Regions from separate parts of the Zea mays genome. Here regions 1 and 3 are each linked to region 2. A link is a contact called in public Hi-C data. All regions are on one chromosome and are shown on one strand. The core of a region is the stretch at or near the end of the contact, and the rest is flanking DNA. Distances in the headings are between cores, read along the strand shown.

Evidence for each region. Hi-C and Micro-C count contacts between places; a contact is called where the count stands out from the background.
Region 1: a Hi-C map of endosperm shows a contact between it and region 2, with 2.6 times the contacts expected there. The contact joins the promoter of LOC100284336 here to the promoter of LOC100216831 in region 2. A contact is called at or near these places in 4 of 25 Hi-C or Micro-C datasets (ear, endosperm, leaf and 1 more).
Region 3: a contact with region 2 is called in a Hi-C map of tassel, with 2.5 times the contacts expected there. The contact joins the promoter of LOC100277671 here to the promoter of LOC100216831 in region 2. A contact is called at or near these places in 2 of 25 Hi-C or Micro-C datasets (endosperm and tassel).

Annotation. Positions count from the first base shown.
Region 1 is chr1:273,735,109-273,737,903 of Zm-B73-REFERENCE-NAM-5.0, reverse strand. LOC100284336 (chemocyanin) reads left to right here and starts at 1,532. Exons shown (of 2, transcript NM_001279734.2): 1 at 1,532-1,822; 2 at 1,949-2,490. The coding sequence starts at 1,630. The coding sequence ends at 2,148.
Region 2 is chr1:273,594,006-273,597,000 of Zm-B73-REFERENCE-NAM-5.0, reverse strand. LOC100216831 reads left to right here and starts at 1,250. Exons shown (of 3, transcript NM_001143225.1): 1 at 1,250-1,390; 2 at 1,508-1,583; 3 at 1,701-2,995. The coding sequence starts at 1,278. The coding sequence ends at 1,877.
Region 3 is chr1:273,770,864-273,773,863 of Zm-B73-REFERENCE-NAM-5.0, reverse strand. It overlaps LOC100277671 (Regulator of Vps4 activity in the MVB pathway protein), which reads right to left and starts at 1,371. Exons shown (of 2, transcript NM_001151178.2): 1 at 824-1,371; 2 at 1-733. The coding sequence starts at 1,294. The coding sequence ends at 149.

The sequences.
Region 1 (2,795 bases), core at 283-2,782, 140 kb before region 2:
GCATCGCTCCGCCACCTCCATTGTTCCCTCCAGTTGACCCTGCTCTCTTCCACACTCCTGTGAGTATCAAAATTGTAGTTAGATGTTTGTAATGCATCTGGTATAACAAATGCAATCTCTTCTCTGTGCAGGGCCAATCTGGGGCGGCATCTAACAACCCTCCGGAAGGGTTCAGCCCAACGCAGCCCCGGTCAAGCCGCCCACCTCCATGAGTGTTGTGTTTTCATTGTTTTAGACTTCAGAACTTGTGTATAATACTTATGTCTGTGTTTGATACTTATGTGAGAGCTTGCGACGTTTGAGACTTATGTTTGTGTTTGATACTTGTGTTGAACACTTATGTTTGTGATGGATATTTATGTTTGTGGTGACGGTTGTATGTTTGTGTTGGCTATTTATGTTTGTGATGATATCTGTGATGTATATATGTGATATCTTTTGTTTGTGTGGATGGAATACAAAAAACAAATAAAAAACGTATATACTGGTCACTTTGCCGAGTGTAACACTCGGCAAAGAGGAGCTTTGCCGAGTGTCAGGGTCATAACACTCGGCAAAGAGCAAAAACCTGGGCACCGGTTTAGGGACTTTGCCGAGTGTTATGTCGCTGGCACTCGGCAAAGAGGCCGGCTTTGCCGAGTGCCGCACAGAGCACTCGGCAAAGAGCCTGACATGGGGACCCTCCCAGGCGGGCTCTTTGCCGAATGCTTCAGGGAAGACACTCGGCAAAGACGTTGTCTCCGTCACCCGTCGCCGTAACGGCTGTTTTTCTTTGCCGAGTGCTCTCTGGCACTCGGCAATTGCCGAGTGCCTGAGAAAAAGTACTCGGCAAAGAAGGCTTTGCCGATGCATTGTTTGCTGAGCCTTCTTTGCCGAGTGTCAAAGCCTTTGCCGAGTGTTTTTAAGACTTTGCCGAGTGCTTCGGTCACTCGGCAAAGCGCCCGTTTCCGGTAGTGAACACATCACAGTGAACATAATATCTAGACTACCGGATATACTACTAACACGTTATGTGCAGTATGCATAAAGAACATGTAATAAACTTTCTGGGATGGGCATATCTGGTGAACGTGGAAAAACCTTTTTGTTGCGTTTATTGCAGACTTTGCAGTCCACGTTCTTCAGGGTTTCCCCGTTTCCCATCTCGGACGGTTTCGAGGCTGCGGCTACCCGCTCCCGCTCGTGTCCTCTGGTTCCTTTGTGGGTCAGTGGCCAGTGGGGCAGTGGGTGGCTATGTGTTGGCTTGCTTCCTCGCAGTCGCAGCTCGGAGTGCACATCCGTCCGCTTCCCGCCTTCCCCTCATCCCTGGACACCGCCAGTGGCTCCGGAGTCCGAACATGAGCAGTATTCAGGAGCGTGTTCTGCGTAGTTCACACTTCACACGGCGCCGTAAGCGTTTGGCCCTGGGCCATTTGACCGTGTCATGGTCACCACTCACTATACGCCAGCCACGAGTTCGATTATTGGCGCCTGAGGCGGGTACTGGGGCAGCCTGGTCTGCCTATAAAAAGGGGTTCTTGGTGCACTGAGCACTACAGCTCTGCTCACTCTCATCACTTCGCTCCAAGCCAGTGCTAGCCCGGCCCCTTGTGTACGTGAGAGACGGCATCGTACCGTAGAGCAGCATCCATGGCGGCTCAGGGAAGTGGCAGTGCTCGTGGCAGCGGCGCCGCCGCCGCGCTTGCGCTGGTCCTCCTCTGCGTGCTCCTCCACGGCGAGTTGGCCGAGTCGGCGGTGTACACGGTCGGCGACCGCGGCGGGTGGAGCTTCAACACCGCCAACTGGCCCAAGGGCAAGCGGTTCCGCGCCGGCGACGTGCTCGGTCAGTGCTACTAGCTCTTTGTTCATGCATGTCAGTGTCACGGCCCCTCCAGCTTCGTTCCCTAAATTAAGGTCCATACCATGGATGGCTGCTGTTTTGCGTGTGCACGCGTTCTTCGTCGTGCAGCGTTCAGGTACAACGCCAAGGCGCACAACGTGGTGCCCGTGAGCGCGGCGGGGTACAAGTCCTGCAGCGCGCCCAAGGGCGTGAGGGCGCTCACCACCGGGAACGACCGCGTCACGCTGAAGCGCGGCGCCAACTACTTCATCTGCAGCTTCCCAGGCCACTGCCAGGCCGGCATGAAGATCGCTGTCACCGCCGCGTGAGGCCCCCGGCCGATCAGCCGCGCCGGCGACGACGACCGCCGGACACACGGGCTCGATCGGTGGCCAGCTTTTTATTATTTTTATTTCCCTCTCCAAAGTAAAAGCGTCGCGTCCTTAACCTGCGTGCTGGTAGGCGGTGTTAGGTGTGTGGAGACCGGCCGGCACTATAGAGAACTAAATCGAATGATGGTGTACTCGATCACTACGTACTGACGTGTATGAGTTTGTGTTGATGTGGAGAACAATAAAGGCATGTGTACGCGTTTGTATATCCTGTACTCAGTTCATGTGCGATATATATATATGCTAGCTATGCCTGCTTGAGCTACAATAAAAGAATAAGAAAAAAAAATACGACTACAATGTTTTGGGTGGGCCGTGGGTGGGTGCGAGGATGACGCTAAAGATGCCACTAAAGGGCAGTAGTGGTGCTGAATCATGAAACAACCTCAGACAGACAAATAACCGAAGAAAAGACTTCTGTGTGAATGGACGTCGAACCAACCAGCCCGTAAAACGGGATTTAAACTCTAAGTCAAACTCAAAAATTGATTTGTTTTAAGGCAAAGAGCAGCTCATATTTGGTTTGGTTGGTTGTAGAGCTAAAATTAAACTCTAAGTTACAAGCCATAGGTTTTAATCAATTA
Region 2 (2,995 bases), core at 1-2,500:
GTAGTATTTGTTTCTCCAAACTTTTTTCTATTGACAATGTCAACATTTTAAGGATCAGCAGACTGGCACCACGCATATAGCTAATGAATCTTCAACGTTGACTTTACCAAATTTTAGATCACTCTAGCGGAGACGACAATGGGTAAAAACCTGCTAGGTATTACTTGTCTAAATTTATACCTGCAAAGAAAAAATATGCTTACTAAAAAACTCATACCTATAATGGGTATAAAATTTGTCTAAACCCATGCCCATGTGGGTTTTGGGTATCTACTAACATCAACACAAAAAATTATTTATTGTATAAATGATAGTCAATGTATTAATAAGGCAAAATAAAAGGAACAAGTGATAACTAATTTTAGCTTAAAATTTGTTATATTTAGTTTATTTTAATTAGAACATATTCAATTAATAATATTATAAGATATATTGATTTTAAGATGGGTTTTAAAAACCTATGGGTTTGCGGGTATGAGTAATAGAAGACCCATGCTCACGTACCCGCTGGGTTTTTATTTGAACCCATTAATTTACTTATGTGTAGAGAAATTAACTAAAACCCATACTCTAAGGACTAGTCTGGGAACCCATTTTCTTAAGAGATTTTCATTTTTCGAAGAGAAATTAGTTCATTTTTATTGGGTATTTTAGTCTGGGAACCCATGCTCACGTAAACAAGGCAGAAAAAGAAATAGTAAAAAGGATGGATGACTAAAGTCTAAGTTCATGCTTGGGCTAAGTTTATATTGGGTATTTTATACCCACGGGTTAACGGGTATGGGTGAAGGCGGAACGTTCTAATACCCGTTTACCCATTGGGTGAAGATTTTTGCCCAATAACAGACCCACAGGTAGAATATTTAGCCCACATACATATCCTAATGGAGTAAATACCCATCGGGTATCGGGTCGCGGGTACCCATTACCATCTCTAGTCCTAATAGAGTAAAACTCACTGGATTTCGGATAGCGGGTAATCATTGCCATCTCTACTCTATGTAGCAATTCGTTGAGTCATCTCTCTTTTTTTCAAGAGAATGGTTCTTTCCCTCACATGTGACAGCGGAATAATCCAACACAGTCTAGGTCCTGTCACCGGAGTAAAGTAAAACGGCCCAGCTGGGTCAAAGCTTTCTTGGGCCGGAGGGCAGTTTAAGTTCTGGAACCTTCTAGACGCCTCCCCTATAAAAGATGTGCCTGTCCACTGTGACTCCAGAGTCCAGACCATAGCCTGCAGCCTTCCATCCACGAACTCCCGTTCTCCATTTCCAGCCATGGCGGTGTCGATCGAGCTCACCAAGGAGTACGGCTACGTCGTGCTGGTGCTGGTGGCCTATGTCTTCCTCAACCTTTGGATGGGCTTCCAGGTCGGCAAGGCCCGCAGAAAGTAAGCTCTCCGAAATCTGAATCGCTCGTCGCCATTGTTGTCTTCGTTTGTCTCCGCCCAACTTATTTCATCAACGGACATAATAATATGATGGTTTCCGCGGTGATTCTTCTTTAGGTACAAGGTGTTCTACCCCACCATGTACGCCATCGAGTCGGAGAACAAGGACGCCAAGCTCTTCAACTGCGTGCAGGTGCGCCCAAGATTCTGACATCCTCTCCCCTCCCCCGTGATTAATTAATTGCTCTTGTGAGGGGTTGGGACTTTGGGAGGCATCTAAATTTCCGCTGGTTCTTGTGGTTGACTGCAGAGGGGGCACCAGAACTCTCTAGAGTGGATGCCCGTTTTCTTCGTCATACTGCTGCTGGGCGGTCTGCAGCACCCGACCATCGCCGCCGGTCTGGGCGGCATCTACATCGTCGCGAGGTTCTTCTACTTCAAGGGATACGCCACCGGCGTTCCGGACAACCGTCTCAAGATTGGGTAAGTTTGCTTCCGTAGTGAGGCTTTGCGTCAGATGCAGAAGATGCTGATAAAATTATGAGATCTCCACGCACTTGCAGAAAACGTAAATCATATAGCGGAGAATTAACAGAGTTTAACTTGTTTCGGTTTGTTATGAAATATCAGTCTCCAACTCTCCATGAAAATGTAGAGTACCGGTAGTCGTATACTCGTACAAATCGTCTCCACCAATTGCACTCTACGCCTTTAAAAGTGAGGCACACGTTATCACACAATTTCTTTTTCTGCCTTGTTTACGTGGTACGAAGCTTCTGCTATATTCTATGGTTTCCTGAATGCTGGTAGTGGGCAGGTAGCCAGTGCTCGATAGTCGGTAACGGTAGTTAACGATAGCGGAACCCCATTAAGGTTTATGAATTCATTTATTGATGAATTCATCTGTTGATGCATCAAGTGACTGTTGAAATGGCGCATGCTTTTTAGAAATTTTAATTGAGCCTTTGTGCTGAATTTCTGCACCATAGCGTCCTTCTTTTTCCCCCTCGAGGCCCTAGCTAGCTACTTGTCTGGTCAAACTGTCCAGCCTCTCAATGTTCACACAAGTCATTGCTGTGGCCTGAGACTTTGTGGCCGGTTACACCGGTAGGTGAATTGTAATTCACATGTTTGGACCACAGCTGATTTGATTTGCTAGGAGGTCAGTCAACCGCTGTTCAGCATGGTCAGTGGGAATGGCAAATTGTAGTCCTGTAGGGTTTGTCCTGACCTAACCACTTCTGGTTTAGGTAGAATGTCCTCAGATGAGTAATACAAGGATGGCGTGTGCTAAACGGTTCCTCTGAAAGTTTGTGGCTTGCGATGCCCACTAATGATGTACATTCGGTCAACTCTCACCTAATGATGTGGAGTAGCCTTAAATGTCTGTTGATTTTATTGCACACTTTTTAAGTTGTTCAATGTGCTTCTGTTGATTTTATTGCACACTTTTTAAGTTGTTCAATGTGCTTCTGTTCTCTTGGCACTCAACTTTGTCAAAAAATTCTAGTTCAAATAATTCAGGTCCTGTTTGTTCATATTTTATGGCAGTACCTTGCTTTGCAGTATTAGCTTCACCATTTGTAGCTAACTTGATTGTTCGAG
Region 3 (3,000 bases), core at 122-2,621, 180 kb before region 2:
GCAAACTGTTGGCAATAAATCAAATCGCTCATGTGTTTTTTTGGTAACCGTCGTTAATTACATACTACTACAGTGAAAAAAAACAACTTCCATGCCAATATATTGACAAGACGAAGAAACCATCTCCTCCGTTGCGATCTGGATGCCGCTAAAATCCCCACTTTGTTCTGACCGATGCCGGCTTTCCCCTGGCAGGCTCCCGCTGTTTCGGTTCGTCCACTGCAACGTTGCCGTGGTTTGCCTCGTCGTCCTCCGGCGTGATCTCAACATCTGAACTGTAATTCCGGCCATGCCCAATCTTCTCGGGTTTGTTTCCATGAAGCACCTCATCTTGTTTCTCGATCTCAGGATCATCCATTTGCGTCCTCCCTGCCCTCCTCCTGTCACCGGGCCCCCTGGGCTCCCCACGCGAGAGCTCCATGGCCGCCTTCGCGGCGGCGGCTGCCGAGGCGGCCGACTCGAACGCGGCCTGAGCTGCCGCTTCCACGTCCTTGTACCTCTGCGCCGAGTGGCCGGAGATGTCTTCGTCCCGGCCATCAACTGGTGGCGTCCTACTGATCCTCTCGCCATCGTGCTCCGTCTTCCTGTGGCTGTGGTTGGAGCTCCCCGAGTCCTCGTAGGGAGGAGGCGGCTCGTAGATGCGCACGGCGATCCCTTTGTCGGCGGCGATCTCCTGTAGCACCAGCTGTCGGCTCTCCAGGCTCGGCTGCTTGGTCGACAGCTTCTGCACGATCTGTCGAGAATCCAAGTTTAGTCGAGAATCCAAGGTTGAGAAGTCAGTCGGCCAGCCAGCCAGAGTACGCGGGTCGCCGCCGGGCCTCACCTTGGGGTTGACCCCGCACCCGCTGCGGAGGTTGGACGCGGCGGAGACGAACTCCCTGCCGAACTTGGCGGCGAGGATGGCCCGGACCTCTTGCAGCTCCGGAAGGTCCCCGCACCTGGCGGCGGCGTATACCAGCCCCGCCGCCGCCTCCCGCAGCTCCTCGGGGCACTCCCCCCTGTGCGCGTCGTCGACGAGCGCGGCCCGCTCGGCGATGAGGTTGCAGCAGGCCTCGAGCTCGGCGAGGACGTCGAGCGCGTTCTGCTCCCGCACGACGTGCTCGGCGCGGGCCAGCGCGCGGTCCGCGTGGCCGAGGCGGAGAAGCTGCTCCACGTCCCCGCGCGCCTGCCCGCACCGCACCTGGCGGTGGCCCCGCACCACGCCGAGGCGCGTCGCCGCCAGCCCCAGCAGCGACTTGAGCCGCGCCGTCTGCTTCGTCGTCCGCCCCAGCAGCACGTCCAGCCTCCTCCCCATCGCCTCGCACTGGGGCGGCAGCCGGCAGCACCGAGCTCGCTAGCAACACGCGGTCCCCCGAGGCGAGCCCTGGCTGCTGCCGATCGAGTCGTTGCGCGGCTTCGCCCTGGTGCTTTTATACCCCGGGGCCGGGTCGTGGCGTGGTGTGTGTGAAAGATGGGAGGAAACTGGAGGACCGGTACGTGAGATGGCTGACGCGGGCGATTAAGGCGAAGGATCCGAGGATGGTGAACTGGTGATACTGATACGCTTCCCTTCCTTGTGGTGGTGGGTTTGCTTTGTGGCGAAGCGAGCGGGCTTTTAAACGTCTGAGCGGACGCGCTCACGTTTTTCGGCCGCGCGGCACGCGGGTTTTGGCCGCCCGACCGGGGTTGTCTGTCCTCGGCTCGCTGCTGGGATCTCCGGACCGGTAGTCGGCGGGTGCAGATCGCCACGTCGGCGAGTGGCGCCGGTTTTCTTTGTCTTCGATTCGTTTTGCCTGGCTGGGCAAGCAGGGTGGTCGAAGTCGAAAACGACGGTGCAGCGACTGCGGCTGGAAACTTGCGGCACGGTGAGCCGGGCCGGGAACGGGGAGGAAACAGTCGCGCCAACTAATCTAGAAAACGTTGCGGGACTGTGACTCTGTGAGAGCGTGCGTCCGTATATAACCACCTCCATTTCGTACGGCCTGGTCTACAAGGCAGTGGCTCGTCGTGTCGGTATCGACGCTGTCTCATGATAGAGAGTGACGTGTGGTTTCGTCGTCCAGGTCGCGACCGGAGGCCCGCTTTTACTGTGTCAAACGCGCCTTCCCCTTTTCTACGGCTGACATTTTCTTTTGTCATTTCCGAGTGCCGCCGATCACTCTAGATCTGATTTCTTCTCTTCAAAAACGAAGAACTAGGCTTCGTTGCATTCAGATAGAGTGTCCACAGCAAATTGTCCAGGCGCACACACACCTAAATGTTAAGAGGAGCAACTAAACCGCTATAGCAGGAGCCCCTTCTACATCCTGCCCGCCCATGGCTACCTAGCTCCGTCCCTGACCGTAGCTCAGTGGTATATGCTCGACGGCGGTTACGAGCTGGCCGGTCCTGATTTCGATTTATATCGTTCTCACGGTTTTCTACCGTTCATTTGGAGAGGCTCTCGCCCGGTAACCGTCAAAAAAAATTGCAGACACAAACGAACATTGAAAAATTGCATTAGATATCCGGATAATAACGACGTGCCGGCCTCAGCTGCACCAAAACATCCATCGAGTATTGATAAGAGAACAGCGAAAAAGACTGCTTCTAGTCACCTTCCACGGAAGAAAAAACGAAGCAACATAATTAACGTCGAATGCGACTTGTTGGTGAATTAACGTTTTGCCAGGGATGATTGATCGGTTCCAGTACGTACGGTACGTCAGAGACGTGAGCGCGGTGAGCGCCCAAGGCTGCCACGATACGGATACGTGCACCACCACAGGATTAGAGCTGAAAGTTGTCCGGACTCGGGCTAACTTTTTTTTTTACCAACACGACAGAAAATAATTGTAGGCTAGGTTGTAACGTGTCCAGATACTAAAAACTAAGCTTGACCCGACTCGAAGCACGACAGGAGGATACCATCCTAAGCACGATAGGGACAAAAAAAACTTATATATATCTAAAAAATACATTATGAAAATATTCATAACTTTTGCTATAAACTAAAAAAATCATATAAAAAGAGAGATCAAT